Linked DNA regions of Macaca mulatta: region 1 is linked to region 2. The links are chromatin contacts, called in public Hi-C maps. All regions are on one chromosome and are shown on one strand. The core of a region is the stretch at or near the end of the contact, and the rest is flanking DNA. Distances in the headings are between cores, read along the strand shown.

Region 1 (7,249 bases), core at 2,141-4,640, 160 kb after region 2:
TTTGCCAGGTGCAGCAGCTCACGCCTGTAATCCCAGCACTTTGGGAGGCTGAGGCAGGTGAATCACGAGGTCAGGAGTTCAAGATCAACCTGGCCAACATGGTGAAACCCCGTCTCTACTAAAAATACAAAAATTAGCTGGGCATGGTGGCACATGCCTGTAATTCCAGCTACTCGGGAGGCTGAGGCAGGAGAATTGCTTGAACCAAAACCTGGGAGGCGGAGGCTGCAGTGAGCCGAGATCATGACACTGCACTCCAGCCTTGGCTACAGAGGGAGACTCTGTCTCAAAACAAACAAACAGACATAAGGATGGAATGAGATATTATGTTTAGGTGAAGGGAGAAAAGGAAGAAATGGGAGAGGAAGAAGAAAGGGAAGAAAGGAGGTGGGAGGAAGGAGAAGGGAGGGGCAGGGGTAGAAGGAGAGGAGACAGCAAGCTTCGTAAACTGCAAAGGCCATTCCTTCGATCCACTCCCATTCAAACCCAGTGTTCCAACCTGACCATTCTACTTATATTTTCAAAATGCCTTTCCTACCTCAGCTCCCAAAATTTTGCACATACCATTTCTACAATCCAACCAAATACACTCCTGAAGTCAACCAGGACATCATCCAACAGTCATCCAGTCAACTAAGACTGTGATTCCCCAACCTGCCCACATATCCAAATCACTCCCATCTTTCAAAATGCAGCTCAAATCATCCCTTTGATAAAGTCTTCCCTCCTCAGAACAGTGCAGTATTTGCCATAGTGTCCCACCCCCACCCCCAACACAAGTAGGTCCCGTGTGAGGCCTGGGAATCTATGTTTTGTTTTGTTTTGTTTTGAGACAGTCTCACTCTGTCGCCCAGGCTGGAGTGCAGTGGCGTGACCTCAGCTCACTGCAGCCTCTGCCTCCCAGGTTCAAGTAATTATTCTACCTCAGCCTCCTGGGTACTGGGATTACAGGCGCGCGCCACCACGCCCAGCTAATTTTCATATTTTAAGTAGAGACTGGGTTTCACCATGTTGGTCAGGTTGGTCTCGAACTCCTGACCTCGTGATCTGCCCACCTCAGCCTCCCAAAGTGCTGGGATTACAAACGTGAGTTACCGTGCCCAGCCTGGGAATCTGTATTTTAGAAAAGCTTCCCAGGGTGATTCTGATGGTTGGTGAAGGCTGAGAACCACTGTGTAGCACCATGGTTACCACTGTCTTAATGAATTCCTTTTGCCTCCCCAGCTAAACTTGGGCAGATCAAGAGCCAGGCCCTGTTCAATCTCCCTCCATAAGCCCAAGGTCCTGGCCCTTATTAGGCACTCAACAAACACCTGCTCAGCAATGTCCATCTTCTTTTTCACTTTTGTTTAAAACTACCTTCTATGCCGGGCACAGTGGCTCACGCCTGTAATCCCAGCACTTTGGGAGGCCAAGGCAGAAGAACTGCTTGAGGCCAGGAGTTCAAGACCAGCCTGGCTGACACAGTGAGACCCCATCTCTAAAAAATAAAAATAAACACCTTTTACCAAGGAGGCACTCCTGATGGATCCCTCTCCACTTCTATATCCTGAGTTCACTCAAGGCTCAGCTGCCCACTCTGCACTCTGCTTGTTTTCCAGGCCCTGGGTCTGTGGCCATCATATCTGCGTCTCCCATGCGACAAGAACCATTGTCATTCCTTCTTCTCAAGTTTCTGCCTGGGTCATCTGTGACCTCTTCTCCAAGATGAGAACTCAAGGTTGACACAACAGCTTGATAAACCTATTTTCTCACCCTAGCCTAGAGGAAGTGGGAAAGAAAAAAAAAATCAGAGGCCCAACTTAAGAAGTCCTTCCCTGACTGATCTCAGTAGTTTTTAACTGATCGGTTGTCCAGGTGGCTACCCAGGACAAACTGGGCTCATACAAAAGCTGAGAAGGGTGCTGTGGAGAACGCCAGTGTTTCAGAGGACCTTGCTTTGCATCTCCCCATGCAATACCAACATTAGCAGATTAGCTGCTCTAGCTCTAGAATCTCAAGAGAAGTCTTGAGCCTACCTTTGACATTTAGACACCTGTGCTGGAAACAGCAAGGCCAGGGAAAAGAGTGACAAGACACTACTTTCATTGTTCCATAACTTCAAAGCCTGATCTCATAGCAAGAACCACAGGCTGGAAGGCAATTGGTTTGAATTCTACTCCTGTTTCATCTCTAAGAAGGTTCTCTTGAGCAACTCATTTAACTCTCTTCTCTATGAAAATCACATATTCCATCCAACCTACCACCTGTTAACTCATTTATTTTTTTTCAATACTTATGAGTCTCTTACATGACAGGCACTACAGCAGTCTCTTGGTGAGGAAGAAATCCAAAATAAGTAAAATGTAGCCAGGCTTTCCGTAAGCTCATAAACTGCTGTGAGGGCAGATAAACAACTAACTGTAATACAGTGTGATGTGAGCTTTAAAACCCGGAACAAAACACTAGAAGAATTCAAAAAAAGAACTTGTAAGTTCTACCCAAAGTCGCCCCAAGAGCCAGAGGCTTAAGAAATGTAGACATTTTATAAAATACAGTGTCATATTACATTAAGCACAAAGGCAGTGGAGTTGGACCCAGCGATAAGGCTGACCACCAAGGCCAGACTTCAGACTGATGTCAGACTTCTCTGACATCAAATCCGGGAAGTGAGGAAGGAATCGAAGACACGTATGCACTCCCCTGTCCCTTGGAGCGGAGTCCAAGGGACAATAAGAAATACCCTTAAACTAAATAATAATAATAAAGCATAGGCTGGGCGCGGTGGCTCACGCCTGTAATCCCAGCACTTTGGGAGGCCCAGGCGGGCGGATCACGAGGTCAAGAGTTCGAGACCAGCCTAACCAACATGGTGAAACCCCGTCTCTACTAAAAATACAAAAATTAGCCGGGCATGGTGGCGCGCGCCTGTAATTCCAGCTACTCAGGAGGCTGAGGCAGGAGAATCGCTTGAACCCGGGAGCCGGAGGTTGCAGTGTGAGCCGAGATCGCGCCATTGCACTCCAGCCTGGAAGACAGAGCAAGACTCCGTCTCGGAAAAATAAATAAATAATAATAAAGCATAAATTCAAAAAGACCATTTCATCTGGTTCCGAAGGGGCCGACTACTAAGGCATCATACAAAACCTCCGGGGGCGCCCGCTGGCTCTGGACGACAGGAAAGCCTTGATCCTGCAGACCTCCCAGGCGGTTTCATAGGCTGGGCTCTCCCTGCACCGAGTCTAACCCCATACGGAGAGACGGACCCCAAAACATAGAAATCCTGACTACCCTCTCGGCTCAGCCCCGACGACCCTGGGAGCCCTCAACTTTCCCCCACAGTCCGAGGTTCCCAGCCTCCTACTTCCTCACCTGGTCCAGCTCCCCATCCCGTTTCCGGTTCCTTTCCCCCGCAAACCCAACCCCCGGCGCTAAGGACAGTGGGAGTCGTAGTCTACATTGTTTAGGGAAGGAGATTGGCGTGCCCACGGCCACTTCCGCCGGAAATGCTCAATCCCGGAAGGCGCGCTAAATTAGCTCTAAACATCGCTGGGAATTGTAGTTTAATCTTTCCATCAGAGTTAAATCAGGAAGTCTTGAGAAGCGAAAGGTCAGAGCCTATAAGTACCTAGGAAATCCTGAGTTCTATCCCTAAAGGGCATCGCCCTTCCAAAAGTTCATTCACATTTTTCCCAAAGGGATTACAAATCAGGAAGCTTCAACCATCCCCAATCCCTCATCCACTTGAGGTATTAACAATACCTAAAGACCATTTCTAGGCCCCCTGCCACCCTGGGTATCAGAGACCTCTCCTCTGCAGCCTGCCATTACTGTATATAGAATATCCACGAAGACATTTCTGGTAGCTCCTAACAACTCTTTAGCAAGGAGCATCCCCCATTACTGTCCAAGCCCATCTCCAGAGTGTCACCATTTTGACTTCTTTCTCTGTCTTGCTATCTGCCCAACCCTATAACCTCAGTATTAGTCAAGAGTTTTCCAGAGAAACAGAACTAACAGGATATCTATCTATATGAGGAGATTTACTCCAAGAATTGGCTCACAGGATTGTGGAAGCCAAGAAGTCCCACAGTCTCCTGCTCTGCTGTCTATAAACTGAAGAACCAGAAAAACAGGTGGTATAATTCAGGAAAGTCCAAAGCAGGGGAGGGGGCTCACTGCTAAGTCCCAGAGCCTGAAGGACGAAGAACCAGGAACTCCAATGATGTCCAAAGGCAGGTAAAATAGATGTCCCAGCTCACCAAGAAAGAGAATTTGCCTTCCTCCACCCTTTTGTTCTACTGGGTCCCCAAGGGATTGAATGGTTCCCACCCACATCAATGAGGGTGATCTTCTTAACTCAGTCTACCAATTCAAATGCGAATCTCTTCCAGAAACACTCCACAGACATATCCAGAAATAATGTTTTTCTGGCTATCTGGGTGTCCCTTAGCCCACTCAAGTAGACACATAAAGTTAGCTGCCACTCTTCCTTCCAAATCTTCTCCCTCAAATACTTTGTCCAAAGTATCTGGACTTTCTAGGAAGAGTGATCAATCCTAATCCCATGGCTGCACCTAACAATCCATTCCCCCCCATTCCCCTCCCATTCCCCCATCCCAATATCTATATCCAAATCTGTCCTATTCCTAGTTTTGTTCTTATGCTCTGTTTGGGTCTGGTTCTGTGTCCTGACTCTAAAACTTTCATTAGACTGGGAACCCCCTAAGGTTAGTTATCTTCTATATTCCTTCCACCCCACACTCTCCACACACCTTAGCACAGCCAAGGCTCTAATCACAGAAGCAAGGTCTCCCTGTGAGTGGTAGAGAAGGAGAACTATAAACCCCAGAACAGGAAGAAGTGACAGAAAAAGGATGCTACCCCCTCACCAGGACTTGTCTGATCTCCTATCAACAAAAACTTAATGGGTGCAGTAGGAGCTTCAGGGAGCTGTGAGCAGTGACCTTCTGACATGAAGGGTGAGAAACTACCCTGACCCTTGCAAGACTTTGGAAATGGAATTAATCATCCACCTCATGAAGCCCATAATTTTCTAAGCTTTAATTTTTACCAGATCCTCTCCCTGTCTATGTCTCTCTCTGCTATGTTATTTGCCCCTCTCTACTTATGTAAATTTGTCTCTATTTCTAGTCTCTTGTGTAGCTTTCTCTCTGTATCTGTGTGTCTCTCTCTCCCTCTGTGAACATCTCCCTGTTTCTGCTTCTTACTCTAGAATGACTGGAATAAGAGGATCTGAGCGTCTAGAAAAAGTTCCCCCATCTCTGTGTATCTATGTATTTCTGTGTTTCTGACCAAAAATAAGGTGGGGGGACCTCATTGTGGTGTCATCTCGTTGCTTAAAAATTCCAGGATCTCCACCATCCCTTGGACAACCCTCCTGCCCACCCCTGACCCCTCTGTCATTTGCTTGCCCAGCACTTCTGTTCTAGTTTGTCATCTTGGCAACCCCTCCACATTCAAAGTCAGCTTCTGGCAGAACAGTAATGAGTGAAATGAGTAACAGGCAAGCAGAAATCCCCCAGGACCTCCACCCGATTTCAACTTCCTAGAAGACTTGAATAACTGTTTCTTTCCCTATAAGCCCATCCACCCCAGGGAACCCAGAGATAGGAAGTCCAGATATAAGGAGAAACTGAGGCTTAGGCAGCCCACAGTGAGTCCCTATAGCTAATGCCAGAGGGGCCTGGGGCCTTCTCTGTCTGTAGTCCATGCATGCTATTCCTCCCCACCCAGTGAGTCACTCCCAGGAAAGATGGAGGTGAGGCTCTCTCCTGAAGTAGGGGTGCTTAGAAACAGAGACCCTGAGGCTTTCAAGAGATAGAGCCCAAGAGACGAAACATGGGCTTGGGTGCAGCTCTCCCAACCAGTGTCTTCCATTTATTAGTCTTCATGTCTTCTGGGAAGTCTTCAGGAGGCTGCTGACCATGATTTATGGGTAAAGCCTTGTTGGGCAGGAACAGAAGATGACCCAGATTATCACCTGGGTAAGAGCCTAGAGAGTTGAGGCACCGGGCCTGGGGCAGTGCTCCCTGCATACCCACCAGCCAGCAACTCTGTCCTGAGCCCAGGAGGGAAGGGGTTAACCTGCTCACTAGTTTTCCTTTGGTTTCCTCGGGCTGCTGGAGCTGTGTTGGGCCATGAGCGCCATCTATCGGCCTCTTCGGGTCCTAGCTCCGACTCTGCTCACTTGGGCTTCTAGGCGGATCTTTCAGCCTTTCCCTTGCCTCCCCTCTTCTCAACGGGGAAGGGCTGTCTAGCTGCAGGGCCTCCCACTGCAGAAAACAAAGGTCCGGAATTGGAGAAGGTGAAGGCCATGTTTCCCCCTTCCTAGATACGGAGTGTCACCCTGCTCAACTCCCACTCACTGTCTCTGACCTGGGGGACCCCAAAGGGGGATCTGGTGTTTAACTTTCAGTGTAGCCACCTTCCCCACTTCCACTACACTGGGCCCTGTCTCGATTAGCCCAACAAACATCACAAGAGCATGGGAGAGTGAAGGCAGCATAGCAGAGGCCTCAGGACTGTGGGCTCTGGAATCAGACTGCTGGATTTGAATCCAAGCTGTGCCACTTACTCATGGTGACCTTGGGCATGCTACTTAATTTCTCTGTGCCTTAGTTATCTCAGTTGTAAAATGGGATAATCATTGTAATCTCTATCTTCTTTTGTGATGATTAAATGACTTAATTACATTAAGTGCTTAATACAGAATTTGGGCTCTACAAAGGGTAGTTATTGCTGTTGCGCTGCCAGGGTCTCAGGCAGATGCTAGCCTGAGTAGCCAAGATCCAGGCCATGAAGCCCTATCAGACACACAAGCATGGTGGACAAGACTGGGGAGCTCACCCTGTAGATTTCCACGAAGACAGTGACCTGCATGCAGGGTTAGGTTTGGAGTTGGAAGTTCAGGATTGTAAGGAAAGTAACTCTTCAGGTCTCCAAGGTCAGCAGGAGTTGGGATAAGGAGGTCACAGCAAGAAAGAGCCTGAAATAAAGATGTGGGAAGGAAATGCATTATGGAAGAAGCATTAACAGGCCCCTTAAAGTGCCCTGATTTGGGGAAGGGAAAAGGGCTCCTTGATGTGTTAGTTAAGCAAGGGCCACTGCATCGCAAGGACATGTCGTTGGCACACGCACGAAAGTCTCCAGGCTTGATCAGATTCCCTAAACGTCCCCATTCCCTCTGTGGGGACTTAACACTCCATGTCTTTTCCTCAGCCTAGTGAGGAGGGGGACTCACAAGGGG
Region 2 (6,902 bases), core at 3,711-6,210:
TCTTCCGGCCTCTTCTACTTGTTACACCATTACATTACCCTCAGGGCAGAAAGGAGGCTGGGAACTCTGAGACAGGCTACTTGTGTCCAGGGGTGCACTGACTTGTTCCCTAGCTCAGCCCCCAGAGTACTCCTGCCTTGTTGTCTCTCCCCCACCTCTTGCCCTCCAGGGGGCCTAAAACCTCAGCCAGCTGTTAGAAACCTCTGCTCAGGCATGCCATGAATTCGAGGACAGCTGGATTATAGGGCAAAAAGCAACTCACATTGGTGTCTATGTTTGTGTACCTGCCAAGTCACCCCAAAACGAGATAACTCATCTAAAATTTTTTTTTCTTAATTTAAAAATCCTCCTCTACCCTTTCCCCTTCATTTCCTTGGTGAGAAGAAAGTGTGGTCTAGGAGGAGGAACCTTTATAATTATAGGAGTCTTTCCCCTTCCCTTCCAAATACCGACAAATTTCTGTCCTTTCTATGGGATTGGGGCTGTATTTTTAAAAACCAATACATATTGTCTGACAGGAAGACTCTTCAACCCCCTAACGAGGTTCGTGTATTAACTAACGTGTTGTCTCCACCAGCTCCTGCACACTGTCTGCTTTTGGGTTCGAAACTTTATTTTTCCCTCCTAGCGACACTCCAGGGAAACCTTAACGTTACAGAAGATGAATAAACGAGTTTTTTTCTCGGCATAGTCCCGTTTATGGCTTTATTGCTACCCATTGATTACTCCGCTTTGTTACACAGAAGGAAAAGATCATAAAATCCCGCGACATCCGGGTTCTTGTTATAACCAGTTTTCCCCCCCCAACCCACCCAAAAATGGTGTGTGGGGGGGGAGAATATGAGCTTTCACTGCTCCCTGCACACTCCCCACTACCCCCCTTTGTCAACTCAAAGCATTTTCAGCCTATATCACGATATCAAATTAAGTTTGGACTAATCAGGAGAAAACCCCCATCTGCACACTTTCCGCTGTTTCAGTTCGCCTACTGTGGCTCTCTCAGAAGCCTGGGATTCAGCGGCCTTTCCGTAACCATCCCTTCCTTTTTTTTTTTTTAGCCTCAAGATGGGGGGAAAAATGGGGGTTGAGGCTGCTGAGAGGCCCATCCCCACCAGGGGTGATGGCACTTGGGTGAGAGCTCCTTAGAACCCCTTTCTGAAGTCTCCAAGCCTCATAGCTCAGGTCCAGGGGCGCCTCCACTGGCAGTGCCCTGAGTCTGGAGGGGGCAGGGGCTTCTGACCAAGGCAGGGGCTTGAGCTTGCAGGAAGCCAACTGTCCATCAGAGCCCCACCAGCCTTCTCTTTCTGGCTGGATCCTATGTGAATTACCCCACCGGCCCTCACTGGCTCCAAATCATAAATTCTCACCAACATAAACAGGAGTTGATGTCTCTAGAAAGATTCTCAGAGTTTTCGTTCTTCCTTTCTCTCTCTCTCTCTCTCTCTCTCTCTCTCTCTCTCTCTCTCTCTCTCTGTCTCTCCCCCTCTGGTGCCACCTCCCTACATTTTACTTCTTTTTTCTCCTTTTTCTATTGCATTTTTATACATTTGCCCTTTTAGGCAGAAATGCTGGAAGAGTTTTCCCAAAAGAGGGGTCCTGAGGAGGAGGCAGAAGGGAACCAGGAAGCAAAGGAGAGCAGATGCGTGGTCCGTTTGCCCACTTCAGCTCTGCCACTGTACCCTGAAGTCTTGCCCCTTTAGACCTAGTTGTTCCCCACATCCCTCCTACATTCAAGACTCTCAGCCACACTCTACTTACTCAGGGGAACAGGTTTTATGAAATTTCTTTCTACTTTTGATTTTTTTTTTTTTAATTATTGGAGAAAAAAATACTAGTTTAGTGATGGGACTCACTCCATGGAGTGTCAAACCAGGATTTCCTGCAGGATTTCTGGGGACCCCCTCCCGTGCTGGGAGGGAGTTCCTCCTTCCTCCAATGGAGAAATCAGGATGTAATTTTACAAGGGGGCAGATATAAAAGATGAAACCAGACTGAAAATACAGGGATTTATCTAGCCCTGGCTCTGGCCACAGCACAGCAAAGTTAACTGGGGCTAAGAGATTTCCTGGGAGTACAGCTCTCCTTACCTAAGTCCCAAGGCCCTGCTCAGGTATGTGCACCCCTCTTTCACCACCAAACCAGTTCCCCTACATACATATTTTTAAAAGAAATCCAAGTCTTACTTTCAAAGCACACACTTAGTCTCAACTAGGGAATCAACAGAAGCAGAAGCGATTTTTTTCCCCCTTCTTGACATCTGGCTTGCGATTGGCTGGGAGGGGGTCAGCTGACTTTGTCATTTTGTCTGTCCTGGATTGGAGCCGTCCCTATAACCATCTAGTTCCGAGTACAAACTGGAGACAGAAATAAATATTAAAGAAATCATAGCCCGACCAGGTAAAGGCAAAGGGATGAATTCCTACTTCACTAACCCTTCCTTATCCTGCCACCTCGCCGGGGGCCAGGACGTCCTCCCCAACGTCGCCCTCAATTCCACCGCCTATGATCCAGTGAGGCATTTCTCGACCTATGGAGCAGCCGTTGCCCAGAACCGGATCTACTCGACTCCCTTTTATTCGCCACAGGAGAATGTCGTGTTCAGTTCCAGCCGGGGGCCGTATGACTATGGATCTAATTCCTTTTACCAGGAGAAAGACATGCTCTCAAACTGCAGACAAAACACCTTAGGACATAACACACAGACCTCAATCGCTCAGGATTTTAGTTCTGAGCAGGGCAGGACTGCGCCCCAGGACCAGAAAGCCAGTATCCAGATTTACCCCTGGATGCAGCGAATGAATTCGCACAGTGGTGAGTTTTACAGCTCCGAGATATAAATTAAATAAACTGAACTGGCTTTATGACCGGCTTCCCTAGAAGAACGGGCGGAGAGAGTTTTTTATGGCCCCATAAAAACAATCACGCTCGTCTCCTTGCCGAGACAGGGCCCCCTCTTCTGCCCCCTCAGCTTGCCTCCCGCTCGCTTGCAGGGGCCTGGCCCCCTTGGCCCCTGACGGATTGGAGGTCTCCAAGACAAGCTGAGGGGGCAGGAACAGGGCAGGGGATGAAGGGAGGGAGCAGAAGATGGGGGAGCCCCCCAAAGCGGAATCAGTCTGAGGAGAAGGGAGGGGGAGAGGAGAGGCAGAGAAGTGGGGAGAAGTTTCCAAGAAACTAGGATACTTGGGGAGATGGTGGAGCCCAGTCCTTGAGAAAGGGGGACCTCATCCCCATTATCTGGGATTTTTCAAAAATCAGCTTTTAGACTTGCAGCTTTCCGTTTGCCTTTTGCCCCGCCCCCCCACCCACCCCACACACCTTTCTTTGGGACACACACGTCCCACCTATGGGAGGTCTGAACGAAGTTGGGGTCCTGGCTGTACCCCCAGTGGGGGTGGGGCAGGGCAAACGGGAAAAGGCTAGAGCCCTAATGGGGCTGCGAGCTGCTGGCCAGGTTGGGAGGGTCAGGACTTTGCTAGGCGAAATAGTCTGCAGAGGACGCCTTGCTGATTGCTTTTAGTGTGTTTTGTGCCCGGATCTTTAGGGGTCGGCTACGGAGCGGACCGGAGGCGCGGCCGCCAGATCTACTCGCGGTACCAGACCCTGGAACTGGAGAAGGAATTTCACTTCAATCGCTACCTAACGCGGCGCCGGCGCATCGAGATCGCCAACGCGCTTTGCCTGACCGAGCGACAGATCAAAATCTGGTTCCAGAACCGCCGGATGAAATGGAAAAAAGAATCCAATCTCACGTCCACTCTCTCGGGGGGCGGCGGAGGGGCCACCGCCGACAGCCTGGGCGGAAAAGAGGAAAAGCGAGAAGAAACAGAAGAGGAGAAGCAGAAAGAGTGACTAGGACTGTCCCTGCCACCCCTCTCTCCCTTTCTCCCTCGCTCCCCCCCAACTCTCCCCTAATCACACACTCTGTATTTATCACTGGCACAATTGATGTGTTTTGATTCCCTAAAACAAAATTAGGGAGCCAAACGTGGACCTGAAAGTCAGCTCTGGACCCCCTCCCTCACCGCACAACTCTCTTTCGCCACGCGCCTCCTCCTCCTCGCTCCCTTGCTAGCTCCTTCGCGGCTTGTCTGCAGGCCCCTTTCCCCGTCCAGGCCTTGGGGGCTCGGATCCTGAACTCAGACTCTACAGATTGCCCTCCAAGTGAGGACTTGGCTCCCCCAACTCCCTCGACGCCCCCACCCCCGCACCCCGTGCAGAGGGCCGGCACCCGGGCCTGGGGCCTCTGCTTCGGGCCTCAGGGCCCGGCTTGGCAGCCGGGGAGGGCCAGAGGCCCAAGGAGGGCGCGCCTTGGCTCCACACCAACCCCCAGGGCCTCCCCACAGTCCCTGCCCAGCCCCTCTGCCCCAGCAAATGCCCAGCCCAGCCAAATTGTATTTAAAGAATCCTGGGGGTCATTATGGCATTTTACAAACTGTGACCGTTTCTGTGTGAATATTTTTAGCTGTATTTGTGGTCTCTGTATTTATATTTATGTTTAGCACCGTCAGTGTTCCTATTCCATTTCAAAAAGGAAAAAAGAGGGAAAATTACAAAAAGAGAGAAAAAAAGTGAATGACGTTTGTTTAGCCAGTAGGATAAAATAAATAAATAAATAAATCCCCTCGTGTTACCCTCCTGTATAAATCCAACCTCTGGGTCCGTTCTCGAATATTTAATAAAACTGATACTATTTTTAAAAGTTTATACCGGGAATTCTGTTAATTCGCTCGCCCGCCGGCCTCGGGATGAGAGCTGGAGCAGGCTCCAAGCGCTCCCGCGCCTGCCCGCCGCCTGCAAGCCCACAGCCCTCTGCACTCGCCATCCCCGGAGCCCAGGCGCCGGGCCCCGGCCTTCTGTTGGTTCTCGCGATCGCACTGAGGGCCTGGGAGGCCTCTCTGAGCTCCCTGCGCGGAGCAACACACACACCCTGCGGCAAAAAGGCCGCGTAGGATTTTGTTCCGGGGGGAGCCCGGATCAGTCGGCTTGCGCACCAGCTCCACGCAGGCCTTTCTTCCTGCCTGTGGCAGCCGGGATCCTCGGCGTCCGAACCCCGAGGCGCCCCGAAAGACCAGTAAAGAAGCACTATCCAGGCACCAGGGTCTCCTCCGCCCACTCCCGGGAGTTGGAGGCGGGGGGCGCCGTGAGAGCAAGCCCCAGGCCCGCGCCAAGCCGGCTGTTGCGAAACGTGGCGGAGGCGGAGAGCGGAGGGAAAGAGAAGATCGCGGGACTGGAGCCCTGTCGGCAGGGATTGAGCGATTCAAGGACATCTTGAGAGAGAAAGCCTGGAAACTGAGCTCTCGCCGGTTCTGGGACTCCTGACGTAGCCGGGACAAAATTCCTTCTTCATTACAGCTCCAGCCGGGCTGGTTCCTTACTCTTCTCTCCTCAAACGGGTGAAGAGGCGGGTGAGGAGCGCAGCCGGACCCTAACCATTTATCAACCCTGGCCTTCTTTCTCCAAGCCTGACCAGAGAAACCTGAGTGGGCCTACGGGGAGAGGTGTTGAGGGGGGTCTCCGGAGGGAAAAAATCCGCCAGAGTTTTCCAGGCCCTTCAGATTCCCTCCAGCACCCCCACCCTCGCCACCAGCGCCTCCACCAGTGAGGAGGGGGCCTTCTGGCAGGGGCGGAGATTTCCTGGGAAGAAGCAGGCGGGAAAGTATGAGATTTGGGGCTACTGGGGAAGAGGATGGGGCCGAATGGCTGCAGATACCCTGCGAAGGCTACCCAGGCGCCTGCCCTGCCCACCTCCCAGTCCGCCCCATTCCTCTTGGTAGCTCAGAAATTGCTCTCCTGTGGATCTTATGGATTCAGGTCCATGGAAAGCCTGGCCCAGAGACCTTTTCTCCAAAGGTCACAAAACGGGCCTTTTCCTCTGCCATGCTCACATAATATTTGTGGAGGCTTCAATCTTGCTTCTGCATGCCCTCAATTAACATCTATTTTCTGTCTAAAGCCTCTGGCATAGGTACCACATAAGGATCTCACACAGGGAGACAGAGCAGTCTTCTAGACCATTGTCTGCTCTGGCCGTGTCCACGCACACACTTGAAAATTGCCTTGTTGCCACTCTGGGGACCGTAGCATGGTGAGGTCTAGCCAACTCCACCTGGCTCCTCACCTCCAGATCCATCCCAGACAGCCCGGAGCACCCTCAGCTTCATGACCCCACTATCTTGTTCTGACCACTCAGGATCCCTCCTCCTGGGCGTCCTGTCTCCAGAGGAATTACCTCTCCAGAGGCTAATTCTACTTTCTCTTGCTGATAGGCACCTCTTCAGCAGTAGTGGGGCCTTAGGGCCTGCGAGGGACTTCTACCTTTGGTTTAGGGAACCTAAGTTAAACCCCTAAGGGTCTCCAGCCTGGACATGGGCCACCCTACCTAACTAAATCTCCTTTCCTCAGCCATTTTTGAAGATTGGAAGACCCTGGCGGTTGGGAGAACGGGGCTATTCATTACAAAAAGCACTCTGTGCATTATAGGTGGGGCCTCATCTTTTCCCAATTTTAAATAGAATTTAAAAGGCTAGCTCAGAGGTTGCTCCAACAACCAGCTTCTCCTTCACAGTGTAGGAAATTCAGCTACCGGAAAGCAAGCTGGTGCTCCAGGATGCAATTCCCCCATATAGGCACCAGGTGTCGCTGTGGGCTTGTTGTCCCGGCTACCCCCAATTCCAAGAACCATTTTTTTTCCTCCCCCTTCCTTCTTTCTCACTCCCTCTCCCCCTTGGTTGGGCTTTGCCAACATATCGAGATGCGTTTCGCCGGCTTCCATCACTAACCTCCCGGAGGTCATCAAGCCAAATTTATGAGTGGCCGCTCGAGTCACGTGACTCTATTTAAGGCTCCCTTATTTGGGAAGAGCGCATAGGATAAAGAAAGAGATATCTCCACCTATAAATTGT

The links. Hi-C and Micro-C count contacts between places; a contact is called where the count stands out from the background.
Region 1: a contact with region 2 is called in a Hi-C map of fetal cortical plate, with 4 times the contacts expected there. The contact joins the promoter of SMUG1 here to the promoter of HOXC5 in region 2. A contact is called at or near these places in 6 of 14 Hi-C or Micro-C datasets (CD4 T cells, fetal cortex germinal zone, fetal cortical plate and 3 more).

The regions. Positions count from the first base shown.
Region 1 is chr11:61,368,959-61,376,207 of T2T-MMU8v2.0, forward strand. It overlaps SMUG1 (single-strand-selective monofunctional uracil-DNA glycosylase 1), which reads right to left and starts at 3,391. Exons shown (of 4, transcript NM_001194757.1): 1 at 3,352-3,391; 2 at 2,924-3,007.
Region 2 is chr11:61,208,580-61,215,481 of T2T-MMU8v2.0, forward strand. HOXC5 (homeobox C5) reads left to right here and starts at 4,961. Exons shown (of 2, transcript XM_015151887.3): 1 at 4,961-6,902. All of the region lies in intron 1 of ATP5MC2 (ATP synthase membrane subunit c locus 2), which reads right to left. HOXC6 (homeobox C6) reads left to right here. Exons shown (of 3, transcript XM_015151886.3): 2 at 2,466-2,811; 3 at 3,542-4,699. The coding sequence starts at 2,658. The coding sequence ends at 3,849.